Regions from separate parts of the Mus musculus genome. Here regions 1 and 2 are each linked to region 3. The links are chromatin contacts, called in public HiChIP or PLAC-seq maps. All regions are on one chromosome and are shown on one strand. Each heading gives the region's core, a stretch centred on a gene start, on an enhancer-like site or on the middle of the called end of the contact. The rest is flanking DNA. Distances are from core to core; before and after follow the strand shown.

Region 1 (2,700 bases), core at 11-2,510, 640 kb before region 3:
TTGCACAGTCTAGCCCTTATTATAGGTAGATTGGAAACAGACAATAGAGAGTGTGGTTTCATTACTGTTCAGTGAAACTACTGTGGGAATGTCAAAAGACTGGTAGAGAATGATAGTAATAGGATTCAGGAGGAGACCAGGCATGAGTTCTCTGAGGAGCATACATCTAAATTGTAGAATAGAAATGCACTGGGGGCAGGACATCACTGGTACAGAGGATATCTTACTATCATGCAAACGGATAGTTGGTAGAGGTTGGGGGAGATGGATAATGCTTTAAATACAGAGGGTGTGCTGCAGTGTGTGTGTGTGTGTGTGTGTGTGTGTGTGTGTGTGTGTGTGGTGTGTACATGCACAAACACATGCATGTGTAAGGCATCAGGAAGGTGTGATGACTAGTATTGACAAGTTGAAAGGATCTAAAATCACTTGGAGTGGATTAATTTAGGTGGGATGACTCACTTTAAGGGTGGGCGACACCATCTCATGAGGTGAAGTACTGGACTGAATAAAAAGCAGGAAATATTCTGGGCACCAATATTCATCTTCTTCTGTTTTCCAGCAGTAGATACAATTTGAAAGCTGGCTCTCAGCTCCCACTGCCAGGGTGGACTGTACCCTTGGACTGTGAGCCCAAATAAACCTTAATATCCTTAAGTCACTTTTGTCAGGTAATTTGTCACAGCAGTAAGAAACTAATGCAGAAGAGAATTGCAGATTCGAAAAAATGAATCTAGCAATCCAAGTCTGGAAGCTGGACAATGGGTTCTGAGCTCTCCTCCTTTGGGAGTAGGTTGATTATGTATCATGTAGCCAAATTTTCATTATTGTTTAGTATGTGACATTTAGGAAAAGAATACAAATATTAAGCAAAGGAGAAAATAAGTTCTTAAAGACCTCATCCTATCAGATCTCCTAAAACTGCATCAAATTCCTGGGGCTGCACCCAGGCAACGTTACAGGAAGAATGACTCAGAGTCAGCATGCAGAGCAACTGAGAGGACTCAGGAAGTCCTTCCACACAGAGCATATGGCACTATTCCTGACATGAAGCAAACATAAATAATAGCTAGTATTGTTGATTTACTTATTGAAAGATGTTGAGAGTCTACCATGTGCCAGGCACCAACAAACTAGTAATACAACAATGAACAAGAAGGAGCAGGGCCCGCCTCTCACAGGGCTTATCACCTAGGACTAGCAATTATATTAGGATGTTACAATTTACACAGGATGAGCCACCCATCTAGATGACACAACATCTAGAAATGAACAGACAGGGATAGTTGCTTCTTTAATGTTGTTTTGACTGTTGCCTAGCAGACACCCTGGGACTATCTAGTTTTATAGGAGGGTGAAGCTTTTGATTTGATTTGATTTGATTTGATTTGATTTGGTTTGGTTTGGTTTGGTTTGGTTTGACAGAGTCTCAAAAGTTTAGGTTGACCTAAAACTTGTTATATAGCTGAGATAATTTAGAACTGTCTCCACCCTCTGAGTTGTAAGAATACAGCAATGTAACTATCTGTAAATATAACTGATTTTCTATTGAGCATTTTTTGTTTGTTATAGCTCTATAGTGGTACAAATTAACTGATACTAACATGTAGCTACTGTCTGAAAACACTACAGATAACTCCTATTTATAGCAATGTAAGTGTCTGGCAAGTGTACATTTGGTTTTTGTCACATTTCAGATAGAAGAACTATGACTATAAGTTATAAATTGGCAAGCTCCTTTGAAATTACTTCCCTATATTGGCTTGTAAATCTGATACCCTACAGATACGGTTTTAAGACCTTTCTGATTTTCTCATCAATTACTGAGTTGAATAGCATCTTTAATATACTGACACACTTACATTCTAAATTTTACAAGACTTTCTTGTGATAGTATGGATGGAACCAAGGTCTTCATGCTTAGCAACAACCAAACCTAACCCCACTCTGGGAGTTTTTAAATAATAATTTATCAGCAACTGTTACCCCCACTCCAGTGAAGTCTGCTTGACAGGCTGAGAGTCCTGGAAGCACTCATGAGGCAAAGAGTTTCAAGGAAACTATGCCTCCTGGAACCTTGGCATTCTCATAACTCATATACTCAAACCCTATCCCCGTGTTAGTATGGTGTATCCTCTCTTTCAGTATTGTTTTATTATAAGTGCCTTTAAAGATTGAATTTTAACATAGGTGAGCCTCCACCAGTGTTCCAATGTCCTAGAAAATCCTTGAAGCCGATGAGCTTGGAATTCAGTAGGAATCCAGTGAGGTTACCTATTCAGTAACATTCAAATTTACTTCTAGTAGAAATGGTGAAACTAATTAGGCATTACAAAGAACAGAGCTAGAATAGCTCAGGGCTGGTCTGCAGAGTGATTACTTAGGACAGTAGCCAGTCTCACCCAAACAAGGGAATACACAATGGCCTAGGGAATAGGTGGATTTACCATAAAAGAGTTAGGGAATCCTCCTGAGACAGGTTTCTTCACTAGACCCAAAGGATCAGCATGATCAGGCATTTACTAAGAACCCCTGGTGGTAGGCTTAACAATAGACTAGCATTACACCTGGCTCCCTTCTTAGTGGTAAACAAGGTCTGGTCCCCACCATCTTTTGATGTATACATTCCTTATGTTTTGTGTCACTGTATCTTAGCGGATGTGTCTCGCCTGGTTTCTTGTTATTCTCCTGTATAAAAAA
Region 2 (2,700 bases), core at 6-2,505, 540 kb after region 3:
AGAAGCCCATCCCTGTAGTACTTCTGCCTTCTGCATATAAATGTTTGGCCAAGAACTACGAAAGAAAGTAGAGACATCCTGGATCCCATGTGTACAAAAGCCTGTGAGCTGAGACCTGGTCAGTGAGAAGATGCTATGTAGGATAGATGCGGCTGCAAATGACTGATGTATACTGGCTTGTGTTTTAGACCAACTGTCTGTATATACAGCATGCAGATGGGTGAGTGCCAAGACAGGTAGCAGAGAAAGCGATTGATGATGGGTTGGCTTTTATATGACTGGAAGATAGAAATATCCTGAACACACGCAGAGGGAATAGGGGCATGGAAAGTATGGTTATGAACCATGTCTCTTTTAGTGGCAGAAGGGCCGGACTGACGTTGGATAGGCAAAGGGAGGAGGTGACATAGTGAGACTTCTCAGGTCTCTACTTTGAGCTCTGGGCACACCTGTTCTGTAATGGAGAATCAGACAAACAGGGACAGTGAAGGAAGGAGGTGTGTGGTTAGGATCTGTGGAGTTGAAGAGAATAAACATGCTAGAACACATCTTAGAAGGTGGAAGCATATGGAGCCCTAAGTGAGGAGAGTTTGTCTCCAAAGGTCAAGAGCAGTGTTGCTAGTTTGTGGGAAGTGGGAGGAAGGAGGAGCCTTGGTCAGTCTAGGTACAGGAATGTGGTGTTGGGAGATGAGGGACCTGCAAGGTGTTCAAGAAGGATGTAAACAAGGACAGAGGCAAGCCATGGGAAGTACAAGAGGGCTTCGGGCCCTTCAGCTGGGAAGGCTCTACCATCTGGTGAAGTCTGGTGGTGTGCCCAGCATCCAGCTTGGTGCATCTGGCCTGTGGACTACACAGTCATCTCCGCATCCCTAACTCGGTATGTTTCTGCAAAATGAACCTCTTTGGAAGCCCCAGCCTTCCCTGCCTGCCTGGTGCTCTGATGATGCACCAGCCCAGGGGCTCCTCTCCAGGGTAACTCTGTGTGGAACAAGACTTAGAGATCAGTTTCCCTGGCCTTGAGGGCAGAGCAGTTCTCACCGTTTGCACGATCTCACACCACACTCCGCCCAGTTTCTCTCTGGGAGTTTGGTGTTGAGGTGGCCGACACAGTTTCAGATATCTTGATGGTGTGTACACCATTTAGCTATTCCAGGGTACCGTGGCAGGAGAGGGGCAGACAGCGTAGGCTCAGAGTCTGAGTGCCTGGTTCCCATTGAGGTCCGCTGCTGCTGAGCTGAGCTGTGTGGCTCTGGGCAGTACGACTCATCTCTTGGAATGCTAGATTTGTGTAAAATGTGTATGTCAGTGAGGCTGCCTGTCCTGAGGCATGTGAGAAGCAGGTGAGGGGAACCCAGAGGCCTGGCTGGAATGTTTATGCTCTAAGTACAGGTTAACATCCATCCTATCTAGTATTATTGGCAACCAACATGATTCTGATACACCTGCCAACCAGGTACCTGGTACTTTGCTAGATGCTGGGCATTCAGAAGAAAAACCACGTTCAGTGTCTCTGCCTTTCTAGGACCTCTGAGAGTGGAATGGCATGGTTGGATGGAACCTTGAGATACAAACATCGTACTCAAGCCTTCCAGTGTGTACTTTAGGAACTAAAGTCAGCACACAGAAGCACCCACCCTGAAGTCCCTGGGAATGAGCATAGCTTGGATTTCTGGCCAATCTGCAATCTTTCCATTGTATTCTCCCTGATGTTCAAGCATCTCCACCAAGCCCTCTCTGCCTTTGCTTGCACACAACTGCAACTGGGGTGAGCAGCCTCATTCTCTATTCTCTGATGCTGGGCATCCTGTCCCCTGGGTTGCCTCTCTATAGCCCGTCCTACTGCTTGCATCTTTTAAGCCTTCTGATCAACCAGGGTTGACCAGAGCAGACCTGGTGAGCTGTCACGAATTGGCTCTAAGTCTAGGACAGGATCTCTGACATCAAGGAGAGATTTTGGCAGAGGTGGCCGGTTGCCCTCGAGGATTCTGGAACTTTTATCCCACCATTCATTTTCCCATTATGATGTTGTTTGGGCAATGAAACTCCTGCTGGTCAATGGACCTATATGGAAGTGGTGGGTATCAGATCTAACTGGAGACATTTGAGAGCTTATGAGGCATTACCAGTTTCCTGTACAGTGACCTTGAAGGCTATGTGCTGAAGGAGGTGAAGTTGGTAATAATGTCTTTCATGACTGGCTGGGTCACTACATGAAGGAAAGCACAAAATCCCTGAAACTGCTCCTAAAAGAAACTAGCCTTGTTCTCCATTAGTGGGACTTGAAGCTTATTTGTTTTTGCAGCATTAGCCTACTCTGGCCTGACAGATATACAATCAGCTCTGGTCTTTGTTCTTGGCTGAGGAGTTATGAACAGGGTGACCACAGGCATATAGCATTATAGTCATAGGTATGGTGCAGATACCACTGCCACCTCAGTCTCTTGGGAGAATTTCAGGAGGAACATAATACATGTTAGACACATAGAAAATCTCAGAAAATGGCTGGCACAATTTTTCATGTCTACCATGTCATTTAATACCCTCTTACAGATTAATAAACCATGATTCAGATCAAGCTCTCTCATAGGCATACAGTTCAGAAATAATAGATAACCAAGAACAAGTTTCAGGTCCTAGGTTTCCAGTGGACCTGGGTTTCATGTGAACCGTGGGAAGAGAACATTTATTATCCTGTCCACA
Region 3 (2,700 bases), core at 159-2,658:
TCCAGATTAAATAGGTTTTTGTTACTTAATTAAGAAATCTGAAAAAGAGGCTGGTTCTAGTGTCCTTGAAACAAATGTGTATTTAAAGCAGCCAGCAGAACTAGTTTCATTATTGAGTTGCAGTAAGTGCTTGGAGATTGTTGCCATTGACAAGTGGCCATGGAGAAGGTCAAGGCTTTTGTGGTGGCTATCAGTCTGAACATTCCTAAACAGCATAAGCTATACTGAGCTACAAATAGACCACCACAACCCAGATTACAAAGTCACATTCCTGAAAGCTTAGAATTTACTTTTCAATTTCAAAGTAAGCATGCTTCAAAGTGTGCAATTTGTGCAAATATTGATCAGTTACCTCTTATCACATAGTTCTATCTCCATGTAGCTACTGAATTACATAAATTATATAAGTGTATACATATACATATGTTTGTATGTATATAAGTATATATGTATAATACGACCCTAGTAGTTTTATAAGGTGACATGAGAGCCTTTTATGATCTAGTAGTTCTGTCCCTGTTTTTGATAAACATGTCAACTAATAATTGATTGCTATAACATAATACATTAAATCAGTCACATCAACTCTAAGGCTCAAACTAGATTATTTAATAATGTATAGTGAACCTTTCAAGGAATCATATACTCCAGCTTATAAGATTGTCTTAAATAATACAGAACTTTCTAGCATTCTTTGGAAGATTTCTAAATAAAGACACACATTTTTAAAAAAGAAAATCACTGGTTTGAAAAAGATAATATCCATACAAGTGAACATACTAGCATGTTCCTTGTGATTTCAGCATTGAGTAATACAATAAGACTTTGTCCAGTCCAAATGACTATATGTTAGTTTTCCTCAGGCAGTAAGCTTAGTTTTAAGGCAAGGCATTGTGCAGCAGAAAGCAAGGTCTCGCTGTTTGATCTTACAAAAGCGAGGAGCCATGTACAGTGAGCATAATGCCCGCTAGTCAAGAATTAGTAACTGTGAAAACAACTTGCATTCACAGCTCAAGAACTTTTCAAGAAACAGACTCTGTCTACCAGCTCATCAAAGCAATGCATCTGTTCTGAAATATAACTTGCTCATACATATTCCTCCACAGGGAGTCCCCGGGCTCTTCTTCCGACTGATAAATGACAGGAGGGTTACTGAAATACGAAGCTTCCCAGTGGTTGGTAGTGCAGAAAGCTGGACCGAGCCGTTCTTCAACTGAAAAATCCCATCAGAATGTCAACAGGTGCAGAAGTGACTTCCCACAGAGCACCCCGTCTTCCCTTCTGGTTGGAGATGACCATGTCTCTGCCACTTTCACAGGGCAATTTGGTGGTCAGGGGCCTCTGGATCTTTCAGCTGCTTCCAAGAATAGAATAGCTTGTCATTCTTGGGAGTTAGTCTCACGGGCCTTGTTTACTTTCAATATCAGCCTTTCCGAACTAGAGGCAGGGCAGCAGAATGAGGTCATACTTCCTGTCACGATCGCATCAGTGGTGTTCACAGAGTAAATACAGCAGATCTTCTTGACCATCAGAAGGGAACAGGCAACCCAGAGTCAGGTCAACTCCATACATTGTGATCATTGAGGGATGCTTCTCAGAGCTTCTGTGTCACCTCAAACTATATTAACATGAGAAAATTTAAGCCATGTTTCCTGTTTGACATTTTCTGGCTATATTCAGTTATGAGTAGCATACAGTTATTATGCTCTTGGTCCAATTAACCTAAATATATCAAAGATAGCATCAACGCTATCAAGTTCAGGATGCTATAAAAGCTATATATTATCTATAATAATGTGATTTTTATGAGGCTATCCTCTGATACATATGCAACTAGAGACACAGTTCTGGGGGGAGGGCGGGGTTACTGGTTAGTTCATATTGCTGATCCTCCTGTAGGGTTACTGACCCCTTTAGCTCATTGGGTATTTTCTCTAGCTCCTTCTTTAGGGGCCCTCTGTTCCATCCAATAGATGACTGTGAGCATCCACTTCTTCATTTTCCAGGCACTGGCATAGACAGGCTAAGATTAAAATGGTCTTTCACGATAGCTTTGGGACCTCAGACTTGTGGCTTAGCATCTTTGAGCTGCAATTTTCTCAAATTTAAATGTAATAATCTATAGCCCCAAGGTTGGCCTGCAGAATCAAATGAGAAGAAAGAAGAAAGAAATAGCTGGGTACCTGAGGGAATGTGCAAGATGTATTCCTTATTGGATTTTGTGAATTGACTTCTCTTTGGAGAGCTTGATCAGGATGGTGGAGAGTTTGTGTTATTAATTCTTGGGGATTGCTACCGAGATTATTTTTGATGTTAGGAGATATCAGTATTATTTCCTACGCAGAATCCCACATTCTTTCCACCTCCATTGTCTCTCCCTGGGACTCCACTTACTACCTCATTCTGACTGTATTTTATGCTAACATTCCAACTGTCTACTTGGCCTCTATCCAACACATTATGCACATACATATCTCACTATGTAAATTTGATTATGTCATTCCTTAAATTAAAACCTTCATCTTTGCTCCTCTCTCATAATAAGTTCAAAATCACCCCTGCAGCCTATGAGGCAAGTTTTAGCCTCATACTGCACACATTCTATCTTCTAAAGTTTGACCATGTTGATCTTCAGCCTTTCATCTTGTTCAGGTTTGCTTTCACCTTGGAGTCTTTAAACATACTACCGTTGTTTCTACA

The links. HiChIP or PLAC-seq counts read pairs in DNA pulled down with a chosen protein or histone mark.
Region 1: an H3K27ac HiChIP or PLAC-seq map of epiblast stem cells shows a contact between it and region 3, with 5 times the contacts expected there. The contact joins the enhancer-like site here to the promoter of Tmem71 in region 3. A contact is called at or near these places in 2 of 39 promoter capture datasets (cranial neural crest and embryonic stem cells) and 1 of 115 datasets of contacts at active chromatin or transcription factors (epiblast stem cells).
Region 2: a contact with region 3 is called in a FOXA1 HiChIP or PLAC-seq map of pancreatic cancer cells. The contact joins the enhancer-like site here to the promoter of Tmem71 in region 3. A contact is called at or near these places in 3 of 39 promoter capture datasets (the C10 cell line, embryonic stem cells and hematopoietic stem and progenitor cells), 7 of 115 datasets of contacts at active chromatin or transcription factors (double positive thymocytes, embryonic stem cells, extraembryonic endoderm stem cells and 4 more) and 2 of 9 other capture datasets (adipose tissue and liver).

What each region holds. Positions count from the first base shown.
Region 1 is chr15:65,924,096-65,926,795 of GRCm38.p6, forward strand. The region is part of intron 15 of Hhla1 (HERV-H LTR-associating 1); the gene reads right to left. Among named protein-coding and RNA genes, the nearest start is that of Oc90, 13 kb to the left of the region's middle. Within about 2 kb of position 1,261, at least 17 of the 459 cell types and tissues checked have an H3K27ac peak or open chromatin away from gene starts, as enhancers often do. A contact at or near this core is called in embryonic stem cells and epiblast stem cells, where this site is marked.
Region 2 is chr15:67,096,101-67,098,800 of GRCm38.p6, forward strand. No RefSeq gene overlaps it. Among named protein-coding and RNA genes, the nearest start is that of Gm31342, 58 kb to the left of the region's middle. Within about 2 kb of position 1,256, at least 13 of the 459 cell types and tissues checked have an H3K27ac peak or open chromatin away from gene starts, as enhancers often do. A contact at or near this core is called in pancreatic cancer cells, where this site is marked.
Region 3 is chr15:66,559,638-66,562,337 of GRCm38.p6, forward strand. Tmem71 (transmembrane protein 71) reads right to left here and starts at 1,409. Exons shown (of 10, transcript NM_172514.3): 1 at 1,093-1,409.